Regions from separate parts of the Oryctolagus cuniculus genome. Here region 1 is linked to region 2. Evidence: chromatin contacts called from public Hi-C data. All regions are on one chromosome and are shown on one strand. The core of a region is the stretch at or near the end of the contact, and the rest is flanking DNA. Distances in the headings are between cores, read along the strand shown. Region 1 overlaps ZFHX3 (zinc finger homeobox 3). Region 2 holds the start of LOC138846541 (spidroin-2-like).

Evidence for each region. A called contact is a pair of places that touch in the nucleus more often than the background predicts.
Region 1: a contact with region 2 is called in a Hi-C map of psoas muscle, with 1.9 times the contacts expected there. The contact joins the enhancer-like site here to the promoter of LOC138846541 in region 2. A contact is called at or near these places in 2 of 6 Hi-C or Micro-C datasets (ear pinna and psoas muscle).

Annotation. Positions count from the first base shown.
Region 1 is chr18:54,258,043-54,263,817 of mOryCun1.1, forward strand. The region is part of intron 1 of ZFHX3 (zinc finger homeobox 3); the gene reads left to right. Among named protein-coding and RNA genes, the nearest start is that of ZFHX3, 89 kb to the left of the region's middle. Within about 2 kb of position 1,584, at least 2 of the 8 cell types and tissues checked have an H3K27ac peak or open chromatin away from gene starts, as enhancers often do.
Region 2 is chr18:54,195,880-54,201,818 of mOryCun1.1, forward strand. LOC138846541 (spidroin-2-like) reads right to left here and starts at 4,307. Exons shown (of 2, transcript XM_070062556.1): 1 at 4,282-4,307; 2 at 2,698-4,153. The coding sequence starts at 4,307. The coding sequence ends at 2,698. All of the region lies in intron 1 of ZFHX3 (zinc finger homeobox 3), which reads left to right.

The sequences.
Region 1 (5,775 bases), core at 334-2,833, 59 kb after region 2:
TCTTCTGCATTCCAGTTACCGTGCTCAACTGTGGCCCGAAAATATTACACGGAGAAGTCCAGAAATCAAGACTGCCTAACTCTGAAATAACTTTTATTCTTAAAAAAGATCTATTTATTTATTTGGAAGGCAGAGTTACACAGAGAGAGATCTTCCATCTGCTGGTTCACACCCCAAATGGCTGCAGCAGTCAGGGCCAGGCCAGACTGAAGCCGCGAGCCAGAAGTTTTATCCAGGTCTCCCAGGGGGTGCAGGGCCCCAGCACTTTGGCCGTCTTCTGCTTTCCCAGGTGCATTAGCAAGGAACTGGATCGGAAGTGGAGTAGCCAGGGCACAAACCAGAGCCCATGTGGGCTTAACCGGCTGTGCTGCCACAACTCCAGACTTAAAATAACTTTTATTATAATGTATTGTTGTAGTTCTATTTTATTATTACTGTTAATCTCCTACTGTGCCTAATTTATAAGGAAAAAAGGCAGTGTGTGTAGGGTTCAGTACTACACGGGGCTTCAGGCATCTGAGACCCATCTTGGAACGCATGCCCTGAGCTTAAGGGGGGCCCTGCTTGTTTGCGAGCCTGGCCTGGCTCTTCCTTAGACGCGTGACTGCTGGCGACTCGCTCTTCTCAGAGCCTTGGGCATGTGTGTAGGGTCTGAGTGTCACTGCTAGGCACTCTCTCCTCTCTTTGTCTCTCTGAGCATTAATAGTAACACTTACTGAGCAGCTCCCATCCTGAATGCTTTACTGTCTCCGTAATCCTTACAACCATACGGGGCACATACGATCCTGGTGCCCTTTAAATGTGTAACGAATCTAAGCCCAAAGTAGGTTAATAACTTGCAGCTTTTAAATGACCTCAGTGCCGTGATGCCAGCCCAGAGCATAAGCTCTTAGCCATTGCTGTACTACATAAAACTGTAGTAATGCTATATTGCGTTAGACCATACTGCTGCTACACTATACACTACCACTGGATTGTTCAGTATGCTGTACTCACACTGTACTGTGTCATACTTTATACTGTACTAATAGTGAACCAAACTCAAAGTGGATACCGACCGTATACCTTGCTATACTAATACTATACCATTTGCCATATGCTATACTAAATCTGTATGATATGTATATGGCATACACTGTATCATATCGTATACTGACCTGGTTCTGGAGAAGGCTGATACTCTATTACATAGCGTGCTAGGGCTCTGCTGTATCTTACTGGGTATTACACTGGTGCTGTGCTCTGTACTGTAGTCTCCTAAAGCTGTAAGGCTTTGCCGAGTGGAGTGCGGGACTTCCTTGTTGTGTTAACTCCGTGCCCCCCTGGTGTGTGCATGCGGGATGTGCTGTTGGGAGAAAACGCCACCTAGCAGGGCTGGCAGGAGGTGGGTGTTCCGCCCCCGCACCCGGCAGCTGCGGCAAGGTCCCAGGTGCTCACCTGGGTCGTGAGCTGGGCCCTTGCCTGGCTGGGCAGGCCTGGCCTTGGCCGTGGCTCCCTGGTTCTCACCAGGGCAAGGTCAGTTCATGGTTGGCAGGGGCCTGGGGACAAGGGCACGATGTGTTAGGTTGATAACGTTCCTGCTGTCAGAGACATGGGCCCCGGAGCCCCTGAAGAACATCCTGTTCTATCTCTACTCGGGGACAGTGCGTTTCCCCGGCTTCAGAGCCAGGCCCTGGGGGACGCGGTGTCACCCACACCTTGGGGATTGCTGAGGGACAGTGCTGGGAGGTGTAGCATTCCCAGGGAGGAGTGCCTGTCTGGGCCCTGCTGGGTTTGTCTCACACACGCACAGAGGGAAGAGGAAACTCCTGCCCTGAGTTGGGCCCTGAGTCGGGAGAGATGGCCGCTGCTGCGGCAGCCCGGTCAGGGACAGGTTTGGAGAGCAGACTTTCCACTCCAAATTCCTGCTCTTTGCCTGAGCCAGAGCAGCCCCAGGCCAGTGCATGAAACCAGCTACGCAAAACTCAATTGTTCCCGAACTTCCACCCGCTGGCGCTGACTAACACCACTTCCCCTCCTGTAACGCCATGTTCGCATAATTAACGTATAATTTGATACCTGGAAATTCGTGCTGGGTGGAGTTGGCAAGGATGACTCAGCGGTCAGCAATCCAGACTCCAGGGTTCTGGAACTGTGCGCGCCGCCTCCCCATCTGCCGTTACTGCGAGCTGGTTTGGCCAGCACCCTGACGTCCTGAAGAGACCGTGGCCGACTGACAATTCAGTGGGTTTGTAGCTCTGACTGCCCACTCGTCCACTGGGCTTGTTCTTAGCTTGCTTCTCCTGTGGACTGGGGGCATTTGAAGCCACCATAGTTGATTTCATTTCCTGCTTCTTTATCAAGACAGTGGCATCAGTATTCAAACATGCAGTAAGTAATTATCAGTGGAGAATAAAGATGAAAAATGACGACGATTTTACAATTTAAATTTATAGTGTATGCTGATGCTTATAAGTTTTGTAGGAGAAATTATTTACTGTGTTGGCACTGGGCTTACTGTGAGGGAATCCTGGTTCCTAATGTATGTGTGATACCTGCCCATTTAAAGGTAGAGTGGCCGCAAGTCCCCTGTCCCCTTGCTAAGAGTCAGCAGCTTTGAGAGCCGACCAGGACGTCTTGGAAATGAGAGGAGACACTCAGAGCGGCACAGGTGGAGAGTTGCATGTGGCGTGAACTCGGAGGAAGGAGGAGAGCAAGTTCCTTAAACAGCAGCGGGAGATGGGTGCCAACTCTCACCTTGGCTCGGCCGTCACAGCGGGATGTGAGGGGTCCATGCTCCCTCCAGGCTGCGGGGAAGGTGGGAGCTGCAGGAGCGGCTCTGGCCTGGCCGTTTGTGCCCTGTCCTGCATTGGTGCTTGTGAGCCTTTCAGGGTTTGAGAACTTGACTTTGGAAAGCTTCTAAATTTGTTCCTAGTGGGTTGATTTATTTTGTTGAGGTCAAATTAGAGCTAATGGCCCTAATGGTTTACAATGCTCCTAAATGGTTCTTAGCACTTAGGCAGGCTTGGCTGGCCATTGTGGGCGGGTTTCCAAGTGTGGACCATACCATTCTTAGGGTATATTTTTTTGTGAAAGTCATCGTTGAGAGCCCAGCTCCTGTGTGCAGGCAAGGCTAAAGGGTAACAGCAGAATTGATCACACTTAGCGTTCAGTTTTCCCTTGGTGTCAGATCCAGGGAGGTGTTTGTGACTGCGGGCCCTGTGGGGCCGTGTGCCTCAGGTGGACACCAGCTTGGAGTTGCGTCGATGGTGGTGGCTTGTCCTCCTCCACCCTGCCTACGAGTGTGCTATGGACTAAGTGCAGTGAAAGGGGAGCCTCATAGTTCCTCCGGCCATTCCTTGTTGCCAAACAGATCCTGTGAGAACAGGTAACCAGGTTAAAGCAATCCCCGGCGCATCGCTTCCAGCCGTGCCGTGCTTTCTGTGAGTTCATGGCAAGGTCTTTGGCGAAGGGATTAGACTCTCCATAAAACTGGCTCCAGCTCTCTGATTTCGGTGTGATTGGGAGTAGGTGGGGCAGAGTCAGGTGTCTCCCAAGGAGCTGCGTGTCTCTTCAAGTCCCCGAGATTAAACTGTGTGTGCGTGTGCACAGGCACGCTCTGTGGCCATTGACCTTCCGGGGCTGCTGGGTGTAGCCGAAAAAGGCAGAAGATTGGGGAGGAAGAAGCTTCCTTGCTTGAATGGAGGCGACGGTGGCCAGAGGCAGACAGCAGCACTAGTGGATGCTTTCTCCCAGCTTTGGGGGAAGAACAACGCAGGGGGACTGCTTCCCGGTCGTCGTGCCTTGGCCCATCAGCTCCCCCCCTTACACTGCTCTTGCGGTTTTGAAGTTCAGGTCCAGCTGAATTCTGTTACAGGCAAAATTCTCTTGGCTGCTGTGGACTGAGGCTGTTGAGGCTTGAGTGAGGATGGGAGCTTGCTCACGGGGGCGCTGCTGGGTTCCTTCTACAATTTGACCCCCTTTCCTGCTCTCTCGCATTCTGCAAGCTCACCTTCCGCGTATCTGCAGAGCTCTGCCGTACTGAGGGCTCCCTGCTTCATCTGAGAATGGACTCGCTGGCTGTACTCGTCCTTGAGCAGCTGGACCCATGTGTCTCTAATCTGTGAGATGCCCACTTCTGCAGGGGGAAGCCGCCACGTTGCAGCTCATCTCGGAAATACGAAGACCTGGGTCTCAGGGTCCTCAGCCAGGACCCGGACCAAGAAAGAGTTCATGGCCACGGTTGGCGTCCTTGGCATGATGGGGGTCACGACCCGTGCCTCACCGAGCACCGAAGTCACCCTGACCTGTGTTGGCGGGAACGCGTCTCGAGTCAGTGGGTGCTTGATGGTGCTCAGTTAGGTCCACGGCCACCAGGTCCTCCAGAGAAGTTTTAATTACAACCCGTGGTGCTGTGGTTTCTTCAATGTGTTGTAGCAAATGGATGTCAGCCCAAGGAGCCCTGCGCGAGCCCCCTCCATCGATAAAACCCCGTAATTATCACGTGGCGGACTCTAAGGAGGAAATCTGAAGGCCTGGGCTGTCTGGGCGGCCGGGCTTCCGTCTCCGTTTTCCTGAAGTCGCTGGCGGGGTGGGGGCAGCGGTGGAGGTCCGGGTCTTGCAGGCTCTGCCTCTGGCGGCCCTGGGCAAGGCCTGCCCTTTGGTGGTGGGCACAGGGGCAGCAGTGTGGGGGAGGGTGATGGTTAGGATGGAGGGTCTTGCAATGGCAAATCTTTATTAGTTCTGTAAACAGCTTTAGGAAGCGCTAGGAGCATCTTGCAGGGACCCTGCAATTATCATAATAAACAGTTTTATCATCTGCTTGGCAATCAATATTGCGGCTTATGCTGCTTTAGTATCTCAGTGGTATTGATTACCTTAACAACTGTGCTGCGGTCCGCTTCCATTAACCCCTGCTCTGCCGGCGGGGCTGTGCCTTGGGCGCTTCAGACGGGAGACTGCGCTGGTCGAAGGCCAAGCGAGTGCCGGAATTTGACAGCTGGCCAGGGAGTCAAGCGCAGCTTTTATCTGAAAGTGCCCAAGAGAAGGAAGGGTTTTAAACAGGGAACCTGGAAGCAAATGCAACTTTTCAAAGACATCTCTCTCTCTTTCTCTCTCTCGGTGTGTGTGTGTGTAGGCAGTGTATAAAAGAATTAGAGCAGTGAGGTTTCTACGGTGACTCAGGAATTTGAAGGCTAAGAGCACAGATTGCCAGCCTTCCCACTCTGGGTCTGTCCCTGTTCTGCAGCTGGCTGCACCCCCCTGGGGCAGGCACTGTCGAGTGCAGAGTTTAATTGAGGACTGCGGCCCTTGTGCAACAGGCGTTCCTGGGACTCTTCGGGCGTTTGTTGCGTGACCCATGCTTTACTTTGAGAGAGAAACTACTTATTTGAGGACACGGAGTTCTAGGATTCAGGTTCCCCTGGACAGATCATCATCAGACGACAGAGCGCTGGAGATGGGTTTTGGTGCCGTCCGAGATGGTATCGCCGTCACTGCACGTCCTGTCTCTGGTTAATGTTTACATTCCCCTTTCCTCGTGATGAAATGAAGGCGACAAGGACAGTTGGCTCTCGGGAGAGTGACTGAAATCCAGTCCCCCGACAAAGCCAGTAGGCAGACCTTGTCATTAGGGGTCAGGTAGTATTAGGTGACTGTCATGCAGAAACTGTTGGGACAGAGCCCTGCAGTAGGACCATGGTGATGTGTGCTTGCTTTAGTGAGGTTTTGTCTCTTTTAATCGCTCTTTTGTTTTAATGAGAGGTGTGTGTGTGTATGGACATGGACATGGACATG
Region 2 (5,939 bases), core at 3,057-5,556:
AATACATAGTATTTAAGTGATTTTTCAAGATCTACAAGGAGAAATTTAATTCTGCCGCATCTTTAAGAAATAAACTAACAGATTTATGAAGATTCGTGAAGACAGATAAATAGGAAGCAAACACACTCCTGAGGGTCTGAGCGATTTTCCTTACCTGATGTATTACGGACAAATTCAGAATTTACCAGTGTTCTTTCAGTCAGCTACATCTTACACTGCCCTGTACTTTGGACTGAAAGGGAAAGAAAAAAGATTAACTGTTGCCAAATGAAAAATCTAAAATAATAATCACAAACCGGACAAACGGAAGGTAAAAATATACAATGGCTACAATAAAGATAAATATTTATTTAATCAAAGTAGAGGTTGTGTTGGACTGTAGGAATGTTTCATCCTTCCCTTAAAAAAAAAAAAAAAAAAAAGGCAAGAAAGAAAAAAGCCAGAGTCTCTGCAGGCTGCGGAGAGTCCCCATTGTCCGGGGCCATGGAGAACCCAGAATGGCATTAACCTCACAAAAGACACATTGTGCAAGGGACAAAAAAAAGCCCCTTCTTCTACAATAACTTTTAGCTTTTTTATTTTTAGAAAATGACAAAGGTTTTGCAAGCACTGACTGGTGAAACCTGTAGCAAGCCAGGCTGGACTTGGCGTTATTGATCAGCTGTCCCGCATGGAAAAGCAGCCAGGAAAACTTTGAATGGCAACCCAGATTTGGCTCATAGAGAGGAAACCCCCGAGTTTTCTAAATGTATTTTCTTTTCTTTCTTTTTTCCCCCCCTAAATAAAACAGCATTATTCCCAGAGTGAATTCAGAAGGATTAGATGAAGTAGACCTGCAAAATCCTAAACCGGTTTTCTCCCCCTAGTCTTGACTAAGAAGCTGCATGCTCTTAAGAGCATTGGAAAATCTCTCAAAATGAAGAATTACTTTCTGATCAAACAGATTTCCTGATTAATCTCCAAATTCCTTCCCAAATAAATAATCTTGGTAGGCTGGGGCCACATTTTTTTTTTCCCCAAGAACAATGTTTTAGCGTGTGCTCCCTCTCTACCTAGTGTTACAGGGTTTGCTAATAATGCCTTCAAAAACATAAATGTTGCTTTTACATTTGTTTGCAGATCACTTAACGTGCAGATTGTATTTTATTTTACTCCAGACATTGTAATTTCAATGGTACTAGTTCATATTTAGAACTTACATAAATACATACTTGTCATTAAAAAAAAATCTGTGGCAGTAGCAGTGACGCTGAGGCTAGGATTTGAAGAGGGGGAGAGAGAGAAGGGTGGGGGGGAGAGAGAGAGAGAGAGAAAGAGAGAGAGAGAGGAGGGAGAGAGGAGAGAGAGAGAGAGACTCTTGTTCTTCCTGCGTTTGTTTGCTTGCTTTTTGGAGGTCTCCTGCACCAGCCTAAGTGATGGCTTTGATGTACTGAGAATTGGTGCAGGAGCAGGGTCCCTGGCTGCTGTCTTTGAGTCCAGGGATCTCCTGTGGGCTCTGGTGGGATGTACCGCTCCTAGCCTTTATCTGAAATCCATCCTCTCCCTTCAAGCCCTTTGACTTCAAGACTGTGCTCCAAACTCTTGGAGGTAGCTGGTGGACTTTTTTTTTTTTTTTTTTTTTTTTTTAGGGCAGGGGTATGTACTTTCCCCTCTTCCTACACTCCAGACCTTTCCTCGCTATTTAAATATATTGGCTTTCTTTCTTACGAACGTAGTCTGAAATTATTTTTCACTGCCTTTATTACATCCCCGCTTTTGATGGCAAAATAGCTTCCTGTGTTTTGAAAACATCTGCTTTCCAGGTTTTACACGAGAAAATTGATTTTACTTTTCTCTTAAGTCCAGAAAGGTAGAAAGTTAGACTTGTCTCCAAGTGCAACTTTCCCTTTTCTTGTCTTTCCTAAAGTTACGCCTTTCAGTTCTGATTCCCTTTCCTCCTTTTATTCCTTCTACTCATCACCCCCCCTCCCTCCCCTTCTAAAGAACCGGAGAAGATTGATTGCGTCTTATGTCAGAAGACAAAATTAACATATTAGATATAAATTGCCTAGGCTATGCTACGTGTTAAAGTTTTCCCCCTATTTTCTTCACGCATCCTCAGATTTGCTATTTAAAGTGGCCCCCGTTCGGAGTCTCCGCTCCCTCCCCTGCTCCTTCGCTGGAAGCTGTCCCACTCCCATGATCAGCACCCTCTTCTTTGAAGATGCTCTTTTCCTATTTAATTTAGACACAACCGCATTTGCTGGAAAAAAAAAAAAAAAAAAAGGAGAGAGAAAGAGAACAAGAAAGAGGGGGGGGGGGAGAGAAAGGAAAGAAAAAAAAATCTTAAAAAAAAATCTTAGCCAGGTTCCCATTGTTGGCTGCGTGCGCTCACTCCTGGGGTGTGTGTGTGTGTGTGCGTGTGGTGTGGCGTGGTGTGTGTGTGTTTTTAATACATGCATAAACTTTGGGTGCCTCTCTCCCTCTTCCCAGCCTCTTCTCCCATCCTCTCTTCCTGCTCTCTTTGCTCTGCTCATCACTTTCCCCTGGTTTTTTTTTTTTTTCCCTCCCTTCCTCCCCTCTGCCTCCCTCCACCTCCCCCTTTTCTTTTTTGCTGAATCTTATTGATCCAGAAGGTGGCTAATTAGCCCTTCCCGTCGTGCCTGGGTAATGAAGCACATGCGCACTGAATTAATCACAGCCATTTTTTGCAGGAAACTAATTAGCAGAATAAAGATCCAAAGACTTTTTTTTCTTTTCACTCATCAGCTCCCACTTCCAGCGCGTCCCCTCCGACCGCTGCAGCCACCGCCGCCGCCGCCGCCGCCTCCTCCTCCTCCTCCTCCCGGCCGCAGCCGCCGCCGCCGCCGCCGCCGCCTGCTTTGCATCCCAATTACAGCCTAGAGCCGCTGCCGCCGCCGCCGCCGCTTCTCCTCCGTGGCCCCTGCCCGCTCCGGGGGCTGTAAACTCCCCGCCAACCATGCTGCTCGGCGGCAGCGGCGGCGGCGGCTCCGGCTCCCCGGCTGCGGCCGCCTCCCGCCCCGGGCTCCGCCGAGCGCGCTCCAGCTCCGCCGCCGCCGCCGCCGCCGCCAGCAGCGCGTCCTCCGCCGCCGCCGACCCCCGCCAGCCGCCGCTGCTGCCTTGATGGGCTCCGCGGCCCGAGCGCCTCTTTTCGGGATTAAAAGCGCCGCCAGCTCCCGCCGCCGCCGCCGCCGCCAGCAGCGCCGCTGCAGCCGCCGCCGCCGGAGAAGCAACCGCGTAAGTGGCAACTTTTCCCTCTTTTTTTTTTTTTTTTTTTTTTTCCCGCCGCCGCCGCCGCCGCCTGCTCCTCCTCCTCCTCCCGCCGCCGCCGCCGCCGCCACCGCCCGGACGCGGGGCTCCTCGGGGCGCCCGGGCTGCTTTGCATGGGGCTCGTCCTGCCCCCTCCCGGCTCCCGCGCCCGGCCGCCGCCGCCCGCGCCCTGCTCGCTCGCTGCGTCCCGCTCGCCTTCCCCCTGCGCCAAACTTTCTCTTTCTCTTCTTCTTCCTCCTCCTCCTCCCGCGCCGCCGCCGCCGCCGCCGCCGAGCCCGGGCCGCCCCCTCCTCCCCGGCCCCCGCGCAGCCGCCGCCGCCGCCGCGACCCCCGGGAGGGTGGAGGCGCCCGGGGCGAGGCCCGCGCGGCGAGTTTGGAGGCGCCGCCGGGCAGGGCCGGCCGGGGCGCGGGCCGAGGGCGGGAGGGCGGCCGGGGTCCCAGCGCCGAGACAAAGGCGGCGGCCGGCGTGTGTGTGAGTGTGAGTGTGTGTGTGAGTGTGTGGAGGGGGGGTCCGCGGTGCCGAGCGCCCCCGCCCCCGCCGCCCCCGGCCCCCAACTTTGCCCCACCCCGAGAGGCGCCGGGGCTCCGGGCTGAGCCGCCGCGCGGGGCGCGCACCCGGCCCGGAGCAGTGGCCGCGGCTGCCGCCGGCGGGCGGGCGCCGTCCGCGCCGGGGCTCCACTTGCCGCGGCGGCCGGAGCCGGACCCGAGCCCCGGGCCCCGGGAGGGGGCGAGGCGGCCGCGCGGTCGTCCACCTGAGCGCTGTCCGCCCTGCCCCGCCGGCGGCGCCGCCGCGAGCGCCCGCAGGGGCTCTGCCCTGGACGCTAGGGGCTCCCGGGGGCTCGGGGCTGCGCCGCCGGCCAGGGCCAGACCCAGCTTGGCCGGCCTCGCTCGACCGGCCGAGTTGAGAGACACCGGAGGATTCCTTTTTTTTTTTTTTTTTCTTTTTTTTTCTTTTTTGGCTCACGAGAATCTGGGATTGTTTACGTTCGGTTCTGCACTCTGAGCCCTCACCCGGCTCCACGAGATGCGAAAACCATGTTCCTGAATTTTACATCATGCATTTTAATGTCCGTCCTTTTGCATATCTGTTGGAGAGTGGATCCTAGCGCCTTTCATGCAGTGTGTTTAAATTGTGTTTGGACTCGATGTTCAGAGGCTTCTTGTGGATCTATTAAATTAAAATATAAAAATATTTTACTTTGCCTGCGAATTAATCTGTTGCTGGGATCTGACTTTTGTAAGATGTTGTGCAATATCTTCGACTGGAGCAAATTCTTTGATTGCAAATGCTTTCAAAAATCACCCACTCTTAACTTCGCCCCTTGTTGCTTTGAAGTAGGGTAAATATGATAATTTTTATTGGTCTCAATTATTGAAACTTGATCTAAGGGCTCCATGGAAGAAGGAGACTGACTGCCTTTTTGTGGCCTCCGGTTGTAGTGAGTTTTAAAAGAGGGTTTGTTAAGTACCTTTGAAGAATATGACAGATGCTGATGGCTCGGCTGTAATGCAAATTGCAGGACATAAATTCACTTCGGAATTAAAAAAAAAAGAGGCTCGGCCCTTTCTGTGGGGGACGGTCGGGGATATATTATGTTTTTTTTCTGCTTTTTGCTCGCTACTTTGGGAGAATAGCTAGTTGCACACGGGCTGCTTTGGAGGTGCTTGGGAGATTGGGGAAGGCAGGGATTGATCCCCATCTGCATAATCAATAGGGCATTGAGTTGCAGCCGTGTACCTACATTACTGAACATTTCTGTGGTATCTACAGCGGGGGGCTCCGCCGCCTCGCTCCCCACCTTGCAGCGGACACAAGGCGCCAGAACTGACGGCCCAGCTCCCCGGAACGATCTAGGGGAAGTCCATTCCATAGTGGCTCCTTTTCAAACTCCTTCATTCCACTGGAGTTGTGTGTGTGTGTGTGGTTTTTTTTGGGGGGGTGCATTTGTTTACATGTGTGGAGGTCAGGTGCTGAGCCCCCACGGAGCAGATATCTTATGGACTGAGGGCAGTCCAACGGGGTGGGAGTTCGCTTATGGCGTGACCACTTCTGAAGTCCTCTTCTCATCTGTGGTGTTAGATTTCTTAGCTTGATGCGGGTACATTAGAGACAGGAGTGCAGGAGTAACATACTGGAGATGGGAGCAGTGTCAGCTGCTCAGAGAGAGACACAGTGTGGAAAGCGTGGTGGTAGGTGAATCCATATTTGGAGATAATTTTGGAATAGTCTAGCAAATGGTGCACGCACAGGATTTCGTAAAAGTGTGCACGGCGTCAGTTTTGAAAGGGTTGCGGTCTGGGGAGATGAGGTGTGGGCAGGAGAGCCCACTGGAGGCCAGCGGCCTCCTCTGTCTGCCTGTCTCCTCCCCTTCCCTCCCTGGGCTTTAGTTTTTAATTACTTAATGCTGAAACGCACAGGGCTTATATAAATATTTGCAAATGCTCTTTCCTATTGATTTCTCTGGATAAACTGCCCTGCTCTGGTCCAGAGAGGAGATGATCAGATCTGTGGACTTTTTAAACATAGAAAGCCTCTGGAGGAGAATTGGTCCGTGTGTGTGTGTGTGTGTGTGTGTGTACATGTGCACGCGTGCACGAGGGAGCTGGAGGAAGGTTTTGGGGGGCTACAGGGAGAATTCAGGCTCTTGGTGGTGTGGGCTGAGAACTGG